Regions from separate parts of the Mus musculus genome. Here regions 1, 3, 4 and 5 are each linked to region 2. The links are chromatin contacts, called in public HiCAR-type, HiChIP or PLAC-seq and promoter capture Hi-C maps. All regions are on one chromosome and are shown on one strand. The core of a region is the stretch at or near the end of the contact, and the rest is flanking DNA. Distances in the headings are between cores, read along the strand shown. Region 1 holds the start of Lrtm2 (leucine-rich repeats and transmembrane domains 2). Region 2 holds the start of Rasgef1a (RasGEF domain family, member 1A). Region 3 holds the start of Alox5 (arachidonate 5-lipoxygenase). Region 4 holds the start of 9530062K07Rik (RIKEN cDNA 9530062K07 gene). Region 5 holds the start of Marchf8 (membrane associated ring-CH-type finger 8).

Region 1 (4,941 bases), core at 884-3,383, 1.3 Mb after region 2:
CTAAACCCCTTCTGCTTGGACCAGCCACACGCCCTTCCTCCAAATTCCTCTCATTCTGCTTGGACCAGCCACACGCCCTTCCTCCAGGTTCCTCTCATTCTGCTTGGACCAGCCACACGCCCTTCCTCCAGGTTCCTCTCAGTACGCTGTCTTATCCCCGCCAGCTTCTTGAGCCACTTTCCTTGTGAAATTCTTCCTGTCTCTGACAGAAAGAAACCTTGGAAAGCAGAGTAGGAAGGAAACCCAACACACACGGGGTTGCTCTGTGCCGCTGAAGAAGCCATTGAGGACCCGGGAGGCTCCCACCATTCAACTGCCTCCCTGGGCAGGTGCCAAGGAAGATCACTCACTCCACACCCAAGCCTCATCCTGGCTCCCCGCTCTTCCCAGCCACACACACACACACACACACACACACACACACACACACACACACAATCACCCATTCCAGCGCCTTCCTTTGCCACCCACCTGACTAAAGCAAGACCCTGACTCTGGGTCTTGGCACTTGGAAAATGAGACTAGGGTAAGCTTGTCCTGAGCGCAGACACATCCTCTAGCCAAACCTCAAAGAACACAGCTGGGGGGGGGGGTGGCTTAAGAAGCCCGTCTCTTTGCCTGTCCTGCCTGGTTTTCCTGTCTCCCTCTTCTGGCAGAGCCGGAGCCCTCCTGCAGTGGGAAGGTGGGGGTGGGAGCGCTGGGCTCTTCTTGGCAGCTTGGAAGCTGATGTTGGATTTCCCTACCAGCTGGACTTCCCCCGCCCAGCGCCACATGCTGGCTCCTTCCCCTCCCCCCACCTGCTGTAGTTATCTAAGCTGTGGGCCTGTCAATCTGAGTCACACAAGGCAATGCCCAACAAACCCTGGCAGCCTGGTGCCAACATCCCCACCACCACCCTGGAATGCAGACAGCTGGGGGTGGGAGGCAGAGCAACCAATCAGAGCCCAGTCCCAGACCTGCCGGCCATACAGGAATTTGAACTGCAGATTCCTGGGCAGAATTCAGCGTTATGAAATGGGCCTGGGGCTCCTGAGAAGCAGTGTCCTGCTCCGAGTTGGCCATCCATGCCCATATGAGCCAGGCAGCAGGTGAATGTGACCTCGCTGTACGCTGCCCCCTACACTAAGCACCCGGGGCTTGGAAGGCATCTGACCCACCTGCTGCAAAGGGCATTATGCAGTGGTGGACCACCTAAGCATCTCGGGCTCCTGGTTTGTTTGGCCATCTAGTGTGCTAAAAATCAAGGCCTGGGTTTGTAAGGAAGAACTACCAGACACCCCTCCTTCACTCCCAGCCACACCCCCACCAAGGAGGCTCTATCAGGACTGCAAAGACTATTCCAACTAGGAAGGGCTCCTTTGCACCCTTGTTCAAGGACAGCTACCTCGGGGCCAGCAAGGCCAGCAAGAGCAACTGGTATAAAGGTCCAGCCTGCGCCTCCTCACTCAGTGGGTCCTCCACCCTCCACCCTCACTCAGGCCTCTCAGAATGCCAGCCTGTTTCCAACACCCAAGCTGTCTCCCCCTCCCATAGCTGCCGCTCCTCCCGCTGCAGGGACATTTCCATGCTACCCGGGGCCATCATGTGGCACCAGCACTGCTCTCCTCCCTGTCCCCTCCTCCATACCCCCTCCTTAGCAGAATACACCGCTATGTCCCCAGCACTAAGGAGTCAGAGTTCCTAATGCTCTGTACCTTTGGGTTGCCCAGGTTATCTGGTCCTAAGTGGTTCCCCCACCCCACCTCAGCAACTGCCCTGGGAAGAAAGCCCTGATCATCGTGCAGGGACAGGTGGTCCCTAGTTCCCATACCCAAGCCCTTTGCGCCAACCCCATTCTCTCCCAGAAGCCGCTCACAACTCACCTTTTTGCACCGGGACCTGATGCTCAGACCAGGTAGCCGGACACACGGGCAGCTTGGCAGGCAGAACGCAGGGATGTCCGGTCTGGTTCAGGGCAGCGGGAGACTGGGCAGCGCCTGTGAAGGAGGCGGACCCGCAGGCTGAGCTGCCGCTGCCGGGGAGGGGGCTGCGGGGTCAGCGACAAACTGAAGCGAAAGAGGGAGGGCGGGAGGAAGACAGACCGAAGAGGGGGAGAGGTAGAAGGATCAGAGCGCGCGTGCTCAACAGCAAGCAAGCAGAGGGAGGAGAGCGCGCAGCGGAGTGACAGCTGGGGCGCATCTGCGATGGCGGGCGCGCGCACCGGCCTCCGAAGCTCTGTGGCAGCAGGAGAGCGTTTGTGGGTGAATCTCCGCTGCCCCAGACTACAGGTACTACAGGTACCCTTATCTCCTCTCACCTCCCAGGAGCGGCCATCTCTGGCTGTCTAGAAGGCAGGACCTTCCAAGGGGTACAGGACCCAAAACACAGCCCCGCTGACTGTCTTGGATCTTAGACCTGCCGGAACACTAGGTCTGTCTCCTGTGTCAGACCCCAGTTCTGATAAGGAAAAACCAGCTCCTTAAAGGCTGAGTTCCTCTTACAAGAGGAACGCTGAGGGTCCTCAGAGATGCCAAGGCAACAGAAAGCCCTTTAGACAAGGGGCTGAGTCTGTAGATGTGACCACCCTTGGCCAGGACTATTTGGGAGAGAGAGGTGTCAGAGCACGCAGCTGCAACCTGAAGGAACAACAAGCAGAGACCATGTGCCTCTGTGCACACGGGGAACTGAAGGAGCTGGCCTTGGTGGTCTAAGACCTCTCTCCCAATCAAGACAGAGCAAGTCTAACACATTGCCATTCACTGGCATAAAGAGTGTTCCTTCCAATGCGGGGCTGAGCCAGAGGCTAAGCCAGAAGAGAAGCTGGACTTCCCAGCCTGCAGCCTGAAACAGGCCTCATTCCTTTACATCCTGCCTGTTCAGCAGATGATCTAGCTTGTAGGTAACACAGCATGAATATGTATCTCAGGGTCCTTTCTCTATGTTATATGCAGGGCTGGGCGCGCCTTGATTCAGGACTGCAATCCAGCAGAGCTGAGAGAGTCCCCATCCTCTCTGAAGTTCCCTGTGCCTGCCCTTTCAACAAGGCAACCAGCCACTACCCTAACACTCTCCCAGCTCCTGCCTCAGCAAAACAGACCCTTCAGGAGCACGGTGATCTCTGTGCATAGTGATCTATCCCTGCCTTAAAAACTCAGCTCTGGAAGGTGGGGGTGGGGGCAAGATGGCTCTCCTAGCAGGTAGCAGCACTTGCTGTCAAGCCTAATAGCCTGGGGTCAACCCCGAGAACCCACATGGAGATAAGAGACTCCCACAGGCTGTCCTTGGGATGGACACACACACACACACACACACACACACACACACACACACACACACCATATAAGTAAAATTAACAGCAACACCCAACATCCCTCTACAGGGATTTTTTTTCTCTGTACCACTTTATAGTTCTGATCACAGAGGAGTCCGTGTGGTAGCTTTTTGTCCTGTATTGTGAGCTGTTTGGGGGTAACTTGCCTTACCTTTCCCTATCACCCACAGCTCTATGCCCTCCTGTTGGTTAAATCTATGCTTTTGCTTCTCAAGTAGTTAGCAGCTGAGCAGTTACCCCGTGCTGAGTTCTCAACTTACAGAATAAGCAGGTGGGTTGAGCTCTGAAATTGCCTCCACCCAGGAATCCTAGGATGCTGGCACTCCCTGAGTACCTTCCAGGCCACTGCTATCAGCTGCACAAATCAGGCCCCTCCCTCACAGTCCCTGTTTAGCCAATCATAGGCCAAGAAGGATCAACACAGGTGCAGAGGCCAGCAGGGGAAAATTGGTGCTCCAGATGTGTGTGTGTGTGTGTGTGTGTGTGTGTGTGTGTGTGTGTGTGTGTGTGTGTGTGTTCCTGTACTGGTTTGTGTGTGCTTTGCTTTGTTTGAGTGCCATCCCTGATGTGTGTTTGTGTGTGTGTGTGTGTGTGTGTGTGTGTGTGTGTGTGTGTGTGTGTGTGTTGCTGTACTGGTTTGTGTGTGCTTTGCTTTGAGTGCCATCCCTGATCACAAAGTAGCACCAGAGATCAGGGGTGAATACCCTGTTAAGGCCCCCAGCTGCCTGTGGTCTTACTGAGGTGTTCTGTCAGGCTATGAGCCCAGAGGAAAACACAGGAGGTCCCTGTGGAGGGACCGAAGGATGGGAAGACAGCTGGGACAGGAAGGACAAGGGCAGGGGAAGGACTCAGGTAAGCTGTGGCAGGTGGGTAGACATCCGAGACTTACCCTTCACCTGGCAGGTTCCTCAAAACTAAGGTCAAGGTCTAAGATGGGGACCAATCAGACCCAACCATAAAGAAAGCTCTCTTAACGATCCCAGGAAAGCCACTCAGCAAGGCTTCCAACCCCGCGACTCCTCATCAAACATTGTGGGCAGATGCAGCCACACAACAGGTAGCCCGAGGTGACTCAGGAAGATTGTCTGTCCTCCCAGGCACTTCGGTGAATGTGCCAAGAGCCTCTGGTCCCTAGAGTCTACCACAGCAAAAGGACAGGGATGCTGGCTGAAGGCTGAGCTCCCCGTCTGTGGGTGTGCTGGGACAGGACCAGAGCCTGGGAATACGAGCCTCTGGCAGGGCAGATCCCTGGCTGGAGATTCTTGTGCCCGTGCTCCCTTCCCACTTCTGTCTCAGCACCTTGCCCTTCTTACCAGAAGGAAGGAAGGTCCACTTTGTTTCTCACTTAAATCTCTCATTTCCCAGTGGTTTGCTAAAGGGCTTGGGGCACAGAGATAAATCTCTTAGGTGGCAGGTCACTGTGACTAATGAAATGGTGCTCCAGAGGGGAGGAGGAGTCTGGGAAGGTCTGGGAAGTGAGGTCACCCATGAACTCGCCTCCCAGTCAAGTGCTGACACATTTATTTACTTAGCCCAAGAAACATTTACTGAGCCCTGTTATGTGACAATGTGACTCTAGGTCTAGAGTCAGAGCGCAGCCTGCTTGCCCTCTGTGAACCCCACTCCATGCA
Region 2 (4,548 bases), core at 559-3,058:
CTGGAGTAAGGAGGGAAGCATGTCCTCCCATGTGTCTTGCCTTTCCAGTAACCCCAGCAGCTGTTTACAGACCGCATCACATCTCCACTTTCCAATGGTGTCTTGGGTCGGGCACCACAAGCCCTTGCTGCGAGATAGCTTTAAGCAGGACATCTGACAGGAGTCAGCCTTTAGCCTGCCAGCTTCCCTAGGTCCCTGGACGCTGGGAAAGATGTGGATTGATGCATATATGCATGCTGAGGTCAGACTTGTGACAGACAGCTTCATCCATGTCTGCCAGAGATGGGACTAGATAGGCTCCCTGGGGAAAGCTTGCTCTGGAGCAGGTGGCAACTGGCTTGTTAACTGTGCATGTGGGAGAAATGCCATCACCCTCTTAGGACCCAGGTGTCCTAGAGGGTCAAGGAACAGGGCTAAAGAAGGCAGGGACAGGTAACTTCCTAGAAGTAGAACTCCAGTTTTGTTTCTCTTGGTATTAGAAGAGCAGTCTGAAGGAATGACCTGAGCCTAGCAAGGGCCCAGCACCCGAGGGTCTAGGTGGGTCTTGACAAGATTCGCCAGCAGAGGTCACTGTGAGCTTTGCATCCCCTGGAACAAGATGCAGGGCTGGAAGAGGGGGGCCCTGTGTGAAAGCTGATGCACCCTCCTCCCCGCCATCTGTGGAGCTGTTCCAGGAGGGAATAAATACTATGGGCTCTGAGACCCCTGAGAAGAAAGGTGGGGTCCAGCGACAGTGCGAGCTGGTAGAGACGTCAGGGGAGGCAGAGCCCAGAGGGCCTGGGTCCTCCTAGGAGACAAGGGAATGAGCCCAACATTCAGAGTTCCACAAGACTGAACTAACTACCCAAGAGTCTGTCTGCTGATGGATCTTTGTGCTAAGAGAGCTGATGGAGAAAGAGGGGAAGGGAGATGGCAGGAGAGAAGTGTGCTCCCTCAGGCCGCTGGGCAGAGATCAGACAGGGTGGGGTAAAGTCCGGGTCATCAGTCTCCATTAGGGACCATGGCTTGCTTGTGTGCTCTCATAGGATTGTTTAATCCCCCCTGGGCATCCTCTGCCCCGTCTATGGTCTATGGTTCCAGCTGAGAGCAGCTTTGACTCCTAGAACCTGGCCCAGCTCTCTCTGCCCTCCCAGCCTCTATCTGCTTCCTTAGTTTCAGATCCCCAGAGAGGGCATTCTTCATTTCAGCCCACCGCTGCCATCTAAACTCTAAGAGCTGGAGCTGCGGTGGGAGGCACCTGACAGGATTCTTTCCTAGTGCAGGGAGTGGGGTGGGGGTGGGGGTGAGGTGAGATAGATCCTCAGAGACAGGCACCAGGCATATCCCTTACTCGGATTAGCCCTTCCACGACAGCAGCTGCTGTATCCCTGGCGTTCTGGGGATGATAGAAGGACTGAGGATTCAAGACACTTCAGACTACAGCTGTGTGGAGCGAGCGCCCGCCCGGCAGGGGAAGCATCTGAACTAAGCGCTGCTTGGGCACCTGCGGTAGCTCTGTAGCGTTCAGTCTCCAAGGAGGAGTCTGGGACCCTTCCTGGCCCTCCCCTCCCCTCCCCTCCCCTCTCCTTCCTGGACTTCACCAGCAAGACGACCCACCCCGCCCAGAGCCCAGAGCCTTGACCCTTACGCCATTCCCAAACCTAGCACCACAAACCCTGCGGGTGCTCACGCCTCACTGTGCCTCGCCCTGTCCCTTGCTAGTGCTCCTCCCAGGGTCTTGTTCACGAGGCTCGCCAGCCCCGCCCCGGGCGGGAGGTGGCTGGGTCACGGGAGGGAAGTCCCCGGGCTTGGGCGGCACTGGCTCAGCCCCGGAGGGTAGTCGGGCTTCTACACCGCCTGCGGGTCCGGTAGCGGGAGCTGTAGCCAGGATGTTTCTGGAGCCCCAGGTAGGGTTGTGGCAGTGCGGGACTGCGGGTTAGGAGCACTCCAGGGCAGTGTCTTGACCACAGCAGGACCGCAAGGTTAAGGTTTCTGTGCCCCAGAGCTTGGGAAGCGCGGCCAGGAGGGTGCTCGCCCCCAGGACAACCAGGGCAACTCTCTCTCCTGTCCCTGCCCGGACACCTGCCGCCACTTGGGCCTCGCCCAAGGTGCAGCTGCTGCCTTCCTAGCCTCTGCTGACACCAGCGGCTCCGCTGTAAAGCGCCACTTGAAAACCTGCAGGGGGTGGGGGTGGGGTGGGGTGTTTCGCAGCAGGGTCCGGGTGCGGCAGAAGAGAAAGCAAAGGGCTGTCCTGGACAGAGCAGACTTGTAAAAAGCAGTGGCGATCTTGGAATTTCCCCTATCCTTGGGCTCAGAACCACTGTTTACTCCATAAGTGCTTGGAGTGGGGGCGGTCTGTGATGGAGTGGTTGATCATGTGGGAGGTGTGCGCTTGTATGTGCGATGTGTGGGCGGGAGAGAGGACGTGTTTATATATGGGAGGCTTAAGTGAGAGCCGTTAAGAGGAGGCAGGTGTGGGGGCAAGGCTGTGCCTGTGCATTCTCAAATGTCATGTGTTTAAAGAGAAGAGTGCCTAGTGAGGGGAAGGCTGAGAATCTCCCTAAAATTAACCCTGGGCCTGAGCCACCACTGCACCTTTCTAGCTGTTTTGAGCCATAGTGGGCAGTGGGATTCAGGAGCAGTACACAGACCTGTCTAGACCAGACCCAGTGCAGACCATTGATTTGGAAGAGTGGAGATGAGGAGCCAACATTAATGGGCTGAAGATGTAGGACAGACAATGCACATTTATTAAGCACCTGCTATGCGCTGGCACTGTGGTTTGCAGAGAACTAAGCAGGCAACAGTTCTTATCCTCACAGAGCTCATCTGGGTGCCAGAAAATCATTGGTTCTTAACCTGTGGGTCAAGACCCCTTGGGGTTAAACGACCCTTTCAAGGGGTTGCCTCTCAGATAGCCTGCATGTCAGATATTTACATTATAATTCATAGCAGTAGCAAAATTATACTTATGAAGTATCAGCGAAATACATTTTATGGCTGGGGCTCAGCACAACACGAAGAACAGCATTAAAGGGTCGCAACATTAGGAAGGTTGAGCACCTCCACAGTGAGTAATATACAGACTAAGTTACATGGCAGAAAGGACTAAAGATGAACGTAGAGGAGTAGCCCACAGCAGGAGTGCATCAGGAAGGATGATTCTGGTATCATGCAGACGTAAAACGATGCTCAGCTCCGGTGACTGTTTCCTCTGCTAATACCCATCCTGCGTCACTCTGCTGTGCCACCTACTTTTTGCTGGGGAACAGGTTGACAGGGTCCTAGGACAGGAAGGGGCCCTACATTGGCACCTCAGTTCTAGCTCATTGACACACATCATTCTACTAACCACCAGGGGGCTACACAGCCTGCCCCGGTCTCCCCAGGGATGTGTGGCACACTTGGGCTTAGCGAGCTGACTACCAGTGTGGGGTGATGTTTGTGCCTTTGTCAGGGTAGCCAGAAGAGGCGTCAGAGATGTCCTGTGGGTGTAAGGACCCCACTGAAGAAGAGTGAGAAAGAACTAGGTGAGTGGGAACATTTAAGGAAGACAGGGCAGGCCTGGGTGGGGAAGCCATCTGTGTGGGAGGTTGGGCTTTTGGGAGCACTAGAGACCAGCATGACAGGCTATTGTCCTAGGGTCTTGGAAGGGATAACAATGCCTGGGGCTGTCAGGCCATCATTGGATGCTTCACGTGGGAGGGTCAAGGACAGTGCTGGCCATGACAGGGCCAGCCAGGGAGCACAGGCATGGAGCTTGGATTCTGGATGAGAGAGAGGTGATTTGATGTGTTTTGATGGCACAGCAAAGAGGCCTTACCGCTGATAGGACCGTGGGCATTGAGGGCTGGGCAGGGACGGAAGCATCATTAGCCCCAGAGGAGACCATAGAGTCTGTAGTCTGCAGGGATGGTGTGAAATGTAGCTGGAGGGTGAAAAGTCTAGAGTTTAAGGAAGCCTGATGAGCTTGCTCCATCCTGGTGGCCCTCAGCTGTGCTGCCTACTTGTCTGCTGGCCCAAGGCTTTGTTCAAGCCTCTTTATCTTTTCACCGGTGCTTCTAGGCCTCTGGCAGCGGTGGCCTTGGGGTGCCTAAGGCTGGAAGAAAGTGGGCACAGCACCCCTGTCTGTTTTCCCTGGGAGTTGCTGAGTCCCAGGACACAAAGCAATATTTCCTGTGGACTTGGTCCTCCTGGGCTTGCCTCACTGTCCTGTTTCTCTACGTCTGCCATTGGCCCTGTGGTGTCTGCAGCTCTCTGTTGTCACCCCAGCCCTGCACTCATTGCCAAACGAGCAGGTACTCACGGAGAACGGATACAGTTTTACCACTGCTTTCCTGTATCTAGTTGAAGCATCAACAGTTTCTCTTGAGTGTATCCATGAATTGACTTATGATCTTTCTGGGCTTATTTGTCCCCTCATTCCTGGAATAAATAGGTCTAGGTCAGGCTCTATTGTGCTTTAAAATGTTACTGAGTTCGCTTCTTTGGTTTGATGCTGTTTCCTGGTGTATTTTCCAGCTATGTTTATAGGTGTCTCACATTTCCATGCTACAGATGTTGGAGTTC
Region 3 (4,543 bases), core at 36-2,535, 1.6 Mb before region 2:
CCCCCACCCCCACCCCAAGGGTCTGCAGCGTGCCTGTCTATTACAGACTCACTTACTGAGCAAGTCTGATGTACTAGGCACTTAGTGGGTCACTGAAAACCATGACCTGCCTGTGTTAAGAGAAAGTCATGGGGCTAGACTTTACACACCAGCAGCATCCAAACGGAATGGCCTCCCACAGTGCCTGTGGGGCTGCCAGACTCCAAAGTCTGTATTAGGAGGGAAGAAAGGAAATCTTTCTTCCTTTTTTCCTTCAGAAGCTAATACTCAGGGAGGAAGTGTCCTCTTGCACGCACCCTGCTGACAGTCTTTCCAAAGGCTGCTCGGGCCAGACCTTCCTTCCTTTACATTCCTCCACTGGGACTGAGTGCAGGAAATGTAGGGTACCTAAGTGTGGGGGGCAATCCCTGGACTCATTCCTAGCCCCCAAATGGGACTGGGCTCCCTCATGACTCATGGGTAAGATTAAACCTAACCAATTTTTAGTTTGGTAAACGAAGGTCCACAGTAGGGATAGAAGAGTGATTATGCCCAAGTTGACTCCCGATCCTGGATCTCTGACTTACCCTGGACTTACACTGTCTACACAAAATGGCTAGCTGTCGAACAGGGCTTTCTATGCTTTGCAGTGGTACTGGACTCTGGGGCACTAGGACCTCAGAACTCCCGAGGTGAAGGGGCCTCTCACAAATTCTGGGTCCTGTTGGTGAAAGTTTGTGCCATCTCTCACATAAGAGGCCAGCCACATCAGTCCCCCACATTGGAAGTCATTTGTCCCTTAAGATACCCGAGTCATCAGGAAGTCTAGGGTGCCTCGCTTGCCCTGGCATGCACCGACTCTGGCGCTGCATCAGATCCCCAGATGCGCTCACATAGGGTCACGAGCGCGCTGGGACAGACAGTTCTCAGGTGCCTGCCTGTCCTGCCCCGCCGCCCTCCCGCTCTTTGCTGCCAGCCGTCGGTCCCAAGCGCGCATTCTCACCGCGCCCCGTTCGAAGTCATTGTAGAATGCCTTGTCCAGCAGATGCTTCTCGCTACAGCCCGCAGAGCCAATGAGGCTGAGGTAGATGTAGTCGTCGGTGCCCGCGAACCACTGGCTGCCGGTGGCCACGGTGACCGTGTAGGAGGGCATGACTCCGGGCAAGTGAGTGCTGCTGGTGTGGGAGCAGGAGCCCGCGAAGCTCGGCGTGGCAGCCCACCAACTTCTTGACCCTGTCACTCGCGGCAGCTCCCTGCCACAGTGGCCAGCAGCGGGCCAGCCTTGCGCTTGGGTCTGGCTCCACCCTGCGACCGGCCCTGCCTTCAGGCGCTGGCTCCGCCCCTGTCTCTGGCCAGTCCCAGGACCCCACCTTCCAACGCATCCTTCTCTCCTGTGGCACTGGAGGGACAGTGATCTCTGATAGGCTGAAGCCCTTGTTCCTCTGCCCCATCTCTACCTAGCTTTTATCCCTCATGCATTTTTGTTTTCATTAGTCAATTAATCCCTTATTTCTTCCATCTTTATGGCTTCTTGCCTGTTTCAGTGTCCCTCACTGTCAGCTCAAGAACTACCTGTGTCCTCATTCAGTTGCAGCACACAGCGTATGCAATAGTTACACTTAGAGCAGGGGGTCTGAAGCCCACAAGGAGAGTACCTGTAGCTCCACGGTGGACCCCAAGGAAACTTGAATGTTGGTTTCTTCACAAAATGAGTAAACCTTCTCTCTCTGGGCAAGGTACTGGGAGGCGCGGGGTGGGAGCAAACTTGGGGGAAATGGTTAGTGGTACTGGGAACCAGCCTTAGAAAGTAGTGGCCCGAGTGGGCGACTCCTAATCTGCACCTGTGGGACTGTCTGGAACTTTAATGGCATGCTTGCTGAGAGCGGACTTGTGATGGGAAAGGAGGTTGTCTTGTCCGGAGATGGCTTAAGGAGTTGGTTAAGACTGAGAGTCTTAGGGAAGAGTGGGATGCTCTTCAGTGAGAGCCTACCTGTGCATTTTGGGTAAAGGTAGAAAAGAAACCTTAAGGAGAGTGATTGCTGGAAGGTGAGGAGGGCTATCCCACTGTGCTCAGAAAAGCATAACATTGTTGCCATAGAGAGAAGGGAAAGCAGCTGGTCACTAGAAGGTAGGCGGTCAATGCACCCTCCTTAATTTACAGTGGAACAATGGGCAGCATTAATTTGTCTGTAATAAACTGTGCTACTACTTCTTGGTTATTTTTTTCCATTCTGCTTTTCCTGCCCTCCAGTTGATTGGATGGGGCTCACCTAGCAAGTGAGACAATGTATAACAATTAAATCTACAAAATCCTTCGATAATACCCTGCTCATGTTGGATGGAATGACTACATTCCATACATTGGTCATGCCACAGTCTAAGTGAGCTCTCTTCTGAAATTTTGAATCTTCTAATTTCCACAGATCCTTGGCACATTCCCTTCCCTTCTGGGTGGTTTCTCCTGCCTTCCTTCTGTACCTCTAGATCTTGTGCAAACTCCTTCCCAGATGTTGTTTCTTCTGTGAATCTGTTTGCCTCTCTTTGACTGCTACCCTATCACCGCTGCTCACACTTACTGTCACATTGTCATCTGTCCCAAGGGGATCTGCTCTGTCGTCATTTCTCCCATCATATTATGAGCTGCTTGGGGGCTGGGATTGTGTTTTGCTCATATCCTAGTTCAGCACACTGTGAGGTACAGAGAAGCTGGACACAGGCCTTAGTTATTGTTAGTCCTCTGTTATTGGGGAACCTGTAACTTGCCAGGAAAGCAGGTGTTTGTGGTTGGAAAAGCAGAAGGGAAGGGAAGAGAGAGGACCAGCCCTTACTTCCCCTTGCTGGTGGCATGATTACCTGACTCATGCAGCGGCGTGTCTGTGAGAGCCCTGGACCCTCTGCAGTCCAGTGCAATGGCAACAGGATGAACCTGCCCCTTCTCCCTTCAGCCGGACAAAGCAGACCTGGCTTCTGCTGGCCAAGGAAGTGACTGAAAACGTATCTGAGTAGTCACTTTCCTCTACAGGTGTGGACCACACCTAATTTTAGACAGCTTAAAAAAAAATACAGAGAATCACAGTCAGACATTCCGCAGAAAGTGAGAGACCTTGGGACATTCAACCCAAAATGCAATGTCTCCCTCAAATCCCTAACCCCAGAGACCATGGAATCCTCACATAAGAAGAGGCAGAAAGATTGTAAGAACCAGAGGGGATGGAAGACACAAACAAGGCCCCTTAAATCCACAGGAGCAAAGCACATATGAATTCACAGAGACTGCAGTGGCATGCACAGAGCCTGCATGGCTCTATACTAGGTTCTCTGAGTATATAGTGTGGCTTCCAGTTCAGTGTTTTATGAGATTCCTGAGTGTGAGAATAAGTGGGTCTCTGATTCTGGGGCTCTTCTCCTTCAGTTGATTTGCCCTATCCAACTTCAATATGACCATTTTTGTTTCTTGTTATCATATTTGCTTTTGTTATATTTTAATATCTCTCAGAAGCCTGTTCTTTTCTAATGAGGGACAGAAAGGGAATGGATCTGGATGGGAGGGGAGGAGCCGGGAGGGAAAACTGTAATCAGGATATATTATGTGAAAAAGGAATCTATTTTCATTAAAAGGGGAAATGTATAGCCTCATCCAGGGGAAACTAAGATAAGAGAATTAAATGGGAGCAGGAGAGAGCAGGGTATATGGGAAGGGACAGCTTACACTAAAGGTCCTGTAGAGAAGCCTACTAATGTAAAAGCATCCTAAAATGTGTACATATATGAAAGGAAATTATATATAATTATATAGTTATATGGAAATATATATATATGTGTGTATACACACACACACACACAGACACACACACACACACACACACACATTGGGATACCAGACATCTATGTCACCAAATAAAACCTCAATGTCAAGAATGGGTTACATCTTGCTGAATCACTGGCCAAAGGTGTCCCATGGACCTCTGAACACACCAGCTATTGCCAAGGCTATTGGTTACTCTCCACAACCTCATGGCAAGGCTCTATTGCTGAAGATAACAAGCACTTATGACATTTAACCTGGAGAAGTCGAGCTGGTGCCCAGCCAGAAACTTCAGCAGTATTGACTAGCATTCGTGATGCTGCAAGGCACTTTGCACACCTCTGGAGGAGAATGGTAACCATCAACATCATCCATCTACAAACCCTGCAACCTGCAACAGTGACCTGATTATGAGACACACTGGTGCATTAGTGGTACAAGTGTTACAGGAATAGCGAATCATTTATTAACATTGGATTTAAGGCCCACCCAATGAGATGAAATCATACCTGACACTAAAGTGGCCAAAACCTGAGGGCAGATAGGTCATAGGCTCTGGGGAAAACCTACTAGTGTTATTCTGCTAATAGAACATAATAGATGGCTCCTAATAATATATTGCTATATCCAAAGATCAGCACACCTTTCAACTCTCACTAAACTAGTTTCTTCTTGCAGTAGATGGGAATTAACATAGAGACTCATAACTGTACCAAGTCCTGAGAGCGAGAGACTTTGGAGACCTCAATCCTAAACGGG
Region 4 (4,412 bases), core at 1,745-4,244, 1.9 Mb before region 2:
TAGGTTTAGAGTTACATGAGGTTTAGAGTAAGGAATAGGGTTTATGTTGGGGTCTAGATTATCACAGGGTTTGGTTTGTCATTGTTAGGGTCAGTATTAAGGTCATGGCCATGGTTTTAGTTTAGTTGGAGCTACGCCTAGAGTTAGTCTTACAATTACATTAGATGAAGGGGTTTGTTAGAGCTCTGAATAATATGAGCGTTGTTTTGCTGTTACATATGTTTAGGGTTAGGCTCGTGGTTTTGATTAGGGTTCAGTTTAGGATTATGTCTAAGGTTAATGTTAGGGTTAGATTTTTGGATCATGTTAGTGTAATAATTATTATTAGGGTAAGTGTGCTGGCTAGTTTTATGTCAACTTGACACAAACTAGAGTTTTCAGAGAGAAGGGAACTTCAATTTAGAAAATGACTCCATAAGATTGGGTGGTAGGCCAGCCTGTAGGGCATTTTCTTAATGGCCCATGGGGGCGGGGAGGGCTCAGCCTATTGTGAGCAGTGCCAACCCTGGACTGATGGTTTTGGTTTTTTAAGAAAGCAAGCCTAATAAACCTTGAGGAGCAAGCCAATAAACAGCACTTCTTCATGGCCTCTGCATCAGCTCCTGCCTCCAGGTTTCTATACTGCTTGGGATCCTGCCCTCACTGCTTTTGACAACCTGTTAAATGGAACTGTGAGTGAAATAAACTCTTTCCTTCCCAAGCTGCTTTTGTTCATGGTGTTTCATCACAGCAATAGTAATCCTAACTAAGACGGTAACTTAGGCTTAAGGTTATAATTAAGGGTTAGTATTTGGTTTGGGTTAGGATTAAGATGAAAAAGATTATGGTTAATTTTCTGTATAGTTTTTAGGTTAAGGTTACTTTATCACTATGGTTTAGGGTTAAGATTAGATTTAGCAATGGTTAGGACTAGGGTAGGGTTAGAATTAGGGGTAGAGTTAGTATTAGGGTTCTGGTTAGGGACTATGGTTAGGTTTAGCATTCTATTTAAGGGTTAGGATTATGTATAAAGTTTACCACTATATTTAACCATAACTAGCCCTTAACTCTAACCTTAATCCCTAACCCTTAACCTGATCCTGACCCTCAACCCTAAGCCTAACTATAATTCTAGTTCTGACCCTAACCTTTTTTTTTTTTTTTTTTTTTTTTTGAGATATCATGCCACCATGCAGCTCTGACTGGCCTGGAACTCTCTATGTAGAGAAGTTGGAGCTCAAACTCACAGATAATCTGTCTACCTCTGCCTTTCAAGTATTAGGTCTCAAGGGGTTTGCTTACCTCAAACTGTATTCTAAACTCTATTAAAACTACTCTTAAGCTAACCTTAGTCAAACACCCTTCCCTAACACTAATACTAAGCTAAGACCAGGCTGCCTTCACACAAACATGTATCAGTTTAGATATGCCTCTTCAGGGTTGGGATAAAGAAATTGTGTGCTACCATACCCAGCTGTGTAATGAATATTAAGGCTGCCCTAATCCTAATTAAACCTTCATCTGTTACGCTCACCCTAAGACTAACGCTCTCCTAACCATAATTCACAACTATCTCAGCATTAACCGTAACACTAAATCCTAACTATAACCCTTCCTTTTATGAGTTGCTTCTGAGGTAATTTTTATTATAACAATAGAAAAATAACTAAGACAGCCACCTTAACCCTAACCCCCAAAATAGCACCATAACCACAATGTTAATCATAACCCTAAATCTAATGTCTATCTATAACACCTGCTCACCCTAACAGCAACACAGATACAATCACACTAATGCTACAGAAACCAACCTGAGCCTTTACCCTGGCTTTACTAGTTCACAGCTGACTACTTGCTCATAAGCAGTTAACTCCCCATTCCCTTCTTTCCTCAATCCCTGGCCCCCACCAACCTACTTCCTCTCTCTGGATTGATCCATTCTGGATATTTCATATAAATAGAATAACCTGTGCTCATGTATATGACTGACCTCTTTCAATTGAAGTATTTCTAGGTTAATTCATGCCCTATCATATATCAGCATTTTATTTCTTTTGGTGAATTGCGTGGTTCTACAGCATTTTGTTTATCCATTCGTCACCTGATGGACATTTAGATTGCTTCTGCTTTCTGGGTATGGATCAACACTACAGTGAAAATTCTTGCAGATTTTTACCTGAGCAGGTTTTCATTTGTCTTAGTTGCATACCAAAGAGAAATCTTTAATGAGGTTTCAACGGAGGTGGCCACAAAGCAAAATCTGAAAGTTGGAAAAATAATCTGCACAGGAGAAATGATAAGATCTAAGGTGAGCACTCACCATATACCAGGCACTATCTGTTTTAACACCTATTATCGCTTCTTTTTTATTTTTATTTTTCGAGACAGAGTTTCTCTCTGTGTAGACCAGGCTGGCCTCGAACTCAGAAATCCGCCTGCCTCTGCCTCCCAAGTGCTGGGATTAAAGGTGTGCGCCACCATGCCCGGCTGTATTGCTTCTTTAATATGCAGAAGAAAGCTTATAGAAGAAGCTAAGTAACTTGTTCTCGGGCACACAAAAAGGAAAGATAAGGGGTTATTTCTAAAAGTCAGTCTGGGCAAGACCAACTCAGAAAGGGGTCTGTTCACAAGGAAGTGCTAGTGGACAGCCAGGGGAGCTTTGGATTTCGATTTCTACCCCTCCACCTCCCGGCCTTGAATCTCAGCTGAGGGTTTCAAGAATTTCAAGCGGATCCACATTGAACTGAAACCAAACCGGTTAGCAGATGTACACATTGAGGGTCACTGTGGCCCTGGGCTAGTCTCACATCACATGCATAATCAATAAAGCCGCCGCACATCCAGGAAGTCGTCCTCCGCTCTCCTTCCTCTTCAGCTCCCACCTGGTAGGCCACGGGACTCCTCAGCATGGGCCCCACTGGTACCTTCCGCCTCTTTCGCACTAGCTGGCCGCTTAAACACCTTCTCTCTGGTCAAACCCAATTACCCAGGAGCTACTAACCCATAGCTCCCGATCAGAGGCTGCGCCCCAGGTCACGTGAGGACACCATCACGTGACGTGAACCATGTGATTACCACCGCGCTGGGTGGGCAGTGTAGTAGCCACTCCCGTAGTCACTTTGGAGCTTGCTGAGTGGCGGTGTCATCGTGGTGAGGACGGCGGCCCAGGAGGGCAGGGCTGGATCCTTCGCCCCAGACTCAGCTCTTCTTTTTGTCCTTCTCGCTGTAGATGAACCGGACGAGCCCCGACTCGGAGCGGCCTCCGGCATCCGAGCCGGTGTGGGAACGGCCCTGGTCGGTGGAGGAGATCCGCCGCAGCAGTCAGAACTGGTCTCTGGCGGCTGACGCCGGTGTGAGCGGGGGACCCGGGGCCAAGGGAGGGACAGAGTTGTAGTTACCCCTCCTCGGGGACACGCTTCCTCCAGTATTCAAAGGCGCAATCTCAGACACCGGGGAGGGCGGCCCTGTGGGCTTCTACCCAGCACTCTGCCGCGCAGACGCGGGTTTCCTTCCGTGCAGTGGCTTTTCAACCTTGCCCTCCACGCCATCCTGCTGAGCAGATTCTGTTTCTGCCCTCTCCAAGGACTGCTTTGTCTCTACGGAGGCCCTTCTGTATTAGAACTGGGGCTAAATGGGGCAGCACATATTTTTGAGTAGATCTGCTCACTTCGGGACCTAAGAGCTCAGAACTTTCATACAAGTGGGATTTGGGGTGTTTTGTCACACTATGTGGTCTCTGGAGCGTGACAACCAAACAGGGCTTTAAATCCCTGTAGAAATGTGATACTGGTTTTGTGTTCTGGACAAACTTATCTGATGAGCTTTCTTAATGCTTTCCAGGGTCACCTGACCTTAGATCAACAGTATCATCCCTTTTTCTTAACATAGGGGCAAAAGGGGAGGGGTTTTTTGTTTGTTTGTTTTGCTTTAAATCACATGTAGTGTTGATACTTGTGTATGTTTCTTTTCAAAATAGCTACTACAGTTTCTACAGGAATTCTCACAGCAGACTATCTCCAGGACTCATGAAATCAAGAAGCAGGTGGATGGATTAATTCAGGAGACCAAAGCCACACATTGTCGTCTGCATAATGTGTTCAATGACTTCCTCATGCTGTCTAATACCCAGTTCATTGAGAATGTGAGTTGTTTTATGGTATCTGACTTTCGAATAATCCCTTTTGGGGAGTAAGAACTATTGTCATTTATAATGATAATAAGGTTCTCTTCTAAGTTTTGGTGGATAGATTGGTTCTTGGTAACTGAAGCTCCTTTCTCTGAAATCAGTGTCTTTTATCAGTAAAGTTCATGGGTTTTACAAACCTTTAAAAACATCTAATAATAAGGTTTGCCTCGTGCTGGTTTTTCTGTTTTTAGTTTTGAGGGCAATTACCATTTGAGCAGAGTTGTGTGCCTCTCAAAAAAGCCACTGT
Region 5 (4,955 bases), core at 2,133-4,632, 1.7 Mb before region 2:
TCCACAATCCAACAATGGTCATAACATAACTGCTGCAGAAGGGAAAAGCAGTGAGGGATGAGAGTTCCTAAAGTGAGTCCCAAGCCTAGCAAGGCAAATCTATTAGACCTTACTGTGCAAGAGATACCCTTTGTATTCATCCCATATACAGTCACCAAACCCAGACAGGAGCCTGATATAGCTCTCCTGAGAGGCTTTGCCAGTGCCTGACAAGTACAGTGGCCTATGCTTGCAGCCAATCATTGGACTGAGCACAGGGTCCCTAATGGAGGAGTTAGAGAAAGGACTGAAGAACCTGAAGGGATTTGCAACCCCATAGGAAGAACAACAAAATCAACCAACCAGACCATCCCCCAGAGCTCCCAGGGACTAAACCACCAACCAAAGAGTACACATGAGGGGACCCATGGCTTCATATCTTCCTAGTCTTCCTGATTTCCCTCTGAACCTTAAGTGCCTCAGAAGGTGGAGGCTCCATCTGTTAAAGTTTCTTTAGACTTACTACGGATGTTGAGCATATCTACTAACATCAAAAGAGTCTTAGCCTGTCTGGACTAAGGGGATGTCTTTTCTATTCCTGCACAAACATCATGACCAAGAAGCAAGTTGTGGAGGAAAGGGTTTATTCAGCTTACACTTCCATACTGCTGTTCATCACCAAGGAAGTCTGGACTGGAACTCAAGCAGGTCAGGAAGCAGGAGCAAAGCCCACGGAGGAATGTTACTGGCTTGCTCAGTGTGTTTTCCTGTAGAATCCAGAACAGCCCAGGAATGGCACCACTCACAATGGGCCCTCCTACCCTTGATCACTAATTGAGAAAATGCCTTACAGCTGGATCTCATGGACACATTTCCACAAGGGAGGCTCCTTTTTCTGTGATAACTCCAGCTTGTTGACACACAAACCTAGCCGGTACAGGGGATATGATCTTGCTTGGAGACTTAAGGAAATCTAGAAGACAGATGTCAATACTTAAGACATCAAATCACATAAACAATAACAGATATAGTCAATTGTCATGATTAAGATTAGCACTTAAAATGGCAAGGCCATGATTGTGTGCTAACGATGTTAGTGAATGATTAAACAAGGCAGAATCAGACAGATTTAATTTATGCTTACAAATGTTAGTGAATTGAGGACACATTGTTCTTGTGCTGTTGCCAAAATATTGAGTGTGATTAGGTCTTGTGATATAGCCACCTTCATCTTAAGTTTTGAGTTTAAAAAATGAGATGCTAAACTAAAAACCATTTAAAATACTGAAAGCAATGTGTCTTTTCTTCTTATAGGGATACAGAGTCTTGTTCTGTTGTTCAGGCTAGCTTCAGGGCTTGATTCAACTCAGTGATATCCAGCCTCAGCCTTTGGTATAGATGGGGCCACAGGCATGTGCCTCCATGCCCACTTTTGGATTTTTTTCCATTCTAGAGTTGTCTAAACACCTCATTCTAGAAGAATGAGTCTTTACAAAGAAGGAGAAGTGTCAGGTCATCTAGGACTGGACTCTCTGGAGCCACAAGAAACCTCTTTCACAAGCTATCCCAGGTGTTGCTCTTGTGGAAAGCTGTCCAAGACTTAAAATCAGGAAGTGTGGATTCAAGGGCTGCTTTTCAACAGCATAGTTAAGATATAGATATTCATCTCTTAATTTGTTTCTGTTATTCCTCACACTTCAGATTCACCTTGTTCAATGCCATTATGATCATAGACACCAGCAGTATATTTTGTCACTGTTTTTTTTTTTTTAGGTCAACTATGTAGTCTAGGCTTGACCTTGAATTCCTGATCTCTTGAAAACCTCCTGGGGCAGAAATTACACATGCACACTAACATCGACTGTAACAGCATCTTTTGTTTGCAAGGAACCCGTAACTGATAAACGTGTGCTTAAGCATTTGAAGAGTTGAGTGTGACTAGTTGTAGGGTAACATTGGCCCCCTGGCTCATGCCTCACTTGGCATCCCCTGATCTACAGTCTAGGAGGGAAGTCATCCCCTTTAGCACAGACAGGAGGATTTTTACCAAAGGCCACGAGGCTTCTTGCATTGAGCAAATGGTCACCTCAAAGCAACTGCTTTTTTTCTTTATTTTAGCAGCTTTACCTTCTAAGTACAGAGGTTTCTTCCCACTTCCTGTTTGTTCCCTTGTTTGGACAGATGCAAGATTTTGGTCTCAGGACTCAGAGCTTTGTTTTAGATGAAGAGAGGCTTCAGAAATCTCTTGGGTAGGGAATCCTTGTGTTAGGAGACTCTAGCTTTGCCTAAATAATATTTCCAGCTCCACAACTACTCAGACACTTCTAGAACTTGGAAATCTTTGTCACTTCGGATGGCAGGCTCCCACACCCCCAAATCACTTAATTGACTCTTCTTGCCCATGTACGACACTAATGGAAGTTTAGTCCTGCCTTATAGGAAAGCCTGCCACCAGGGCAGGAGGATTCTCTCAGGTTGTAGCTGCTGCTTCCCACAGCAAAAATCTGCACGAAAAAAATTCACCATTCCATCTTCTAGATGAATGTTGCTTTCAAGGTGATCTACAGGAATGGACCCATTTTTTGCTTTGCTACATGGATCCAGATGTTTTGTCTCCTGACAGTTTGCTCTCTAAACAGCATAGTATGCAAACTGACCAGCATATTTGAGTATGCTGAGTAACCTGATTAGCTAAACCAACAGACTTACTTCTAGACAATAGAAAATCGTGGAGTACTGCAGGGATTGCCTTACAAATCTCTCATGAATTTAAAAAAAAATACCTTGAATGTACCGTGTAATAAAGATTATTGGATAAATAAAACTGCCAGTGGCCAAAACCTCTCCTTCTGTAAGATGTGACTTAGGAAAATTAGAATGTCAAGAAATTGTAAAAGTTAGGAATGATAGCTTCTGAGAGAATCTTTGGGTCCAACCAACAGTACTGTGGTGGGGACAAGTCACAACACCAGTGTACAGGTATAATCAGGGATGAGTTTAATGTAGACAAAGTAGAGTCAAATACGTCTTGTCTACATGGACAGAAATATCCTCATAAAAATTATGAATACCATATTTACATATCCATACCATATACACTCAGAGTCTCTCTAGGTTAGGGAGTGAGAGAAAAAACAAAACAAAAAACCCTGCTCGTCCATACACACAAACGTTTTACCGCGTAGTTCTCGCTCCCACTTCATTTGCTAGCGCACCGGAAGGTTTACCTTTCTCTACACTGAGAAGGTGAAGCCGGGCGGAGTCTACCAGCAGCCTCACCCAGCGCCAGTCTACCAGGCGGCCGCCGCCGCTACCCCGCCTTCCCAGCGCCCCAGGTCGCCAAAGCAACGCTTTTAGCCTGAGGCGCGGCGGGGCACGTGACCGGCGCGTCACGTGACCGGTCAGTCGGCGTCCTCTCGCTGGGTGGTGTAGGCTGCGCGCTGACCCAGCGGCCCTGCTGCGTCCGGCCCGGGTCATGCAGGAAGCGGGCCGCGCGTGGAGCTCCGCGCCCACCTGAGCTGCTCGCGCCGAGGTGCGGCGTGGCGGGGCCGCGCGCTCCGGGCCACCAGGGGTGTGGCCGCTGGGAGGCCGCGACAGGTGGGTGCGCGGAGGTCTCGGGCCGGGGAGAGGCCGCGTGCTGCGGGGCGGGGTCCGGTCACCCTATCGGCGGGCGGCCGAAGGTCTCGGGCTCTCTCAGGTGAAGTCCTGCCCGGGCTGGGCTGTGAGGGCGCGCACCGGGCAACCCTCCCTCCCTGCCTCTGCTTCAGTCTCCGCGTCCGTCCGAGATGGAAGTGTGGATTCCTGGTGTCTGAGTGCCTGACGTGGCGTCTGGACGGTGCTGCTCTAGTAGAAGCGCTGGAGGCAAAGCGTAGGTAGGCTGCTTTACATTTTAATCGCCGCCCATTTGCTCGTCTTTAAAAATGTTTTTTTTTTTTTTTTGGACTCCTTCATCTGAGTCAAGTTTTTTTAAATAGGGAATTTATTAGGGGAGGATTATAATGGCTCACGTTCTTCTCACGTATCTTTAACGCAGCTAAACCTCCCTTAAAAAGAAAACACGCTTCTCTGAAAGCCCATTTGAAAAAAAAAAAAAAAAAAAAAACAACAACAAAGGAAGAAAGAAAGCCAGCCCTTTTCTGCTTCTTTGTCTCCCCCACGTAAAGACACACAGTGGTCATACAGCTGTCAAGATTTATTATGAAGTGGTTTTTTTTTTTTTTTTTTGTCGTTTTATGTTTTTGTTAATTTGATGATGTCTCAAGATACGTATGAAGTATGGCCCTTCCCATTATTTTTTTTTTTCTTTATTTTGTTCGATTATATGTTATGCAATTAGAGAAATAATAAATATATAACTTATCTCTTGGAAAAAACAGCAGTATTTCTGATCAGCCCCAGGAGGGACTGCAATCGTGCTTCTATATAGTAGACTTCACATGTACTTGCTTGGTTAGTTACTCAAAATGGGAGTGGAATACTTCATTTAGAATACTCAAATCACGTGCTGTGAAAAAGAATGTATGAACTATACATGGAATGATGTGGACACTTTTTTTTTTAAAAACTAAATGTTGAAAATCTGAAGCAAGAAAATTTTGCATTTTGAGAGATTCAGTGTGTGAGACCCTATGTTCAATAAAATCAAACGAAATATCCTGTTGGATGCAGTGAATGAGGGTATGCAGAGTGTGAAATTACTGAGGAAGTTAAAATAAAGAGCCATGTGTACTTTCCTAACTTCTTGTTTCTGGAGACTTTATTGATAAGAGATGTACTGAACTTTGATGTTAGCAGGGAAAATCGCTGGGCACGGTGGCGCACTGTGATCCTGGCAGTGGGAAGATAGAGGCAGAGAACACATTTTAAAAAGTTTGTCCTTTGTGAGGAGGTGGCTGTTGGTCGTCTAATGTCTGTGACACCCAGGTGAGGTACATTGTCTTTTCCAAGACAACTCCCTCCTTTACCTTCTCTTTAAG

What was found. Promoter capture Hi-C pulls out the DNA fragments that hold promoters and counts their contacts. HiCAR-type assays count read pairs that join an accessible place to other places. HiChIP or PLAC-seq counts read pairs in DNA pulled down with a chosen protein or histone mark.
Region 1: a contact with region 2 is called in an HNF4G HiChIP or PLAC-seq map of pancreatic cancer cells. The contact joins the promoter of Lrtm2 here to the promoter of Rasgef1a in region 2. A contact is called at or near these places in 1 of 39 promoter capture datasets (cranial neural crest) and 1 of 115 datasets of contacts at active chromatin or transcription factors (pancreatic cancer cells).
Region 3: a contact with region 2 is called in a promoter capture Hi-C map of liver, with 6 times the contacts expected there. The contact joins the promoter of Alox5 here to the promoter of Rasgef1a in region 2. A contact is called at or near these places in 3 of 39 promoter capture datasets (the 3T3-L1 cell line, the C10 cell line and liver).
Region 4: a HiCAR-type map of astrocytes shows a contact between it and region 2, with 4 times the contacts expected there. The contact joins the promoter of 9530062K07Rik here to the promoter of Rasgef1a in region 2. A contact is called at or near these places in 2 of 39 promoter capture datasets (cranial neural crest and hippocampal neurons) and 1 of 115 datasets of contacts at active chromatin or transcription factors (astrocytes).
Region 5: a contact with region 2 is called in a promoter capture Hi-C map of hippocampal neurons, with 2.8 times the contacts expected there. The contact joins the promoter of Marchf8 here to the promoter of Rasgef1a in region 2. A contact is called at or near these places in 4 of 39 promoter capture datasets (the 3T3-L1 cell line, frontonasal cranial neural crest, hippocampal neurons and 1 more).

Annotation. Positions count from the first base shown.
Region 1 is chr6:119,328,633-119,333,573 of GRCm38.p6, forward strand. Lrtm2 (leucine-rich repeats and transmembrane domains 2) reads right to left here and starts at 2,134. Exons shown (of 5, transcript NM_172492.3): 1 at 1,863-2,134. The region is part of intron 26 of Cacna2d4 (calcium channel, voltage-dependent, alpha 2/delta subunit 4); the gene reads left to right.
Region 2 is chr6:118,064,577-118,069,124 of GRCm38.p6, forward strand. Rasgef1a (RasGEF domain family, member 1A) reads left to right here and starts at 1,809. Exons shown (of 13, transcript NM_027526.1): 1 at 1,809-1,886. The coding sequence starts at 1,869.
Region 3 is chr6:116,459,893-116,464,435 of GRCm38.p6, forward strand. Alox5 (arachidonate 5-lipoxygenase) reads right to left here and starts at 1,286. Exons shown (of 14, transcript NM_009662.2): 1 at 983-1,286. The coding sequence starts at 1,132.
Region 4 is chr6:116,204,999-116,209,410 of GRCm38.p6, forward strand. It overlaps 9530062K07Rik (RIKEN cDNA 9530062K07 gene), which reads right to left and starts at 2,995. Exons shown (of 4, transcript NR_131013.1): 1 at 2,904-2,995; 2 at 2,156-2,259. Washc2 (WASH complex subunit 2`) reads left to right here and starts at 3,035. Exons shown (of 31, transcript NM_026585.3): 1 at 3,035-3,129; 2 at 3,209-3,331; 3 at 3,956-4,120. The coding sequence starts at 3,209.
Region 5 is chr6:116,334,640-116,339,594 of GRCm38.p6, forward strand. Marchf8 (membrane associated ring-CH-type finger 8) reads left to right here and starts at 3,383. Exons shown (of 8, transcript NM_001302383.1): 1 at 3,383-3,576; 2 at 3,747-3,851.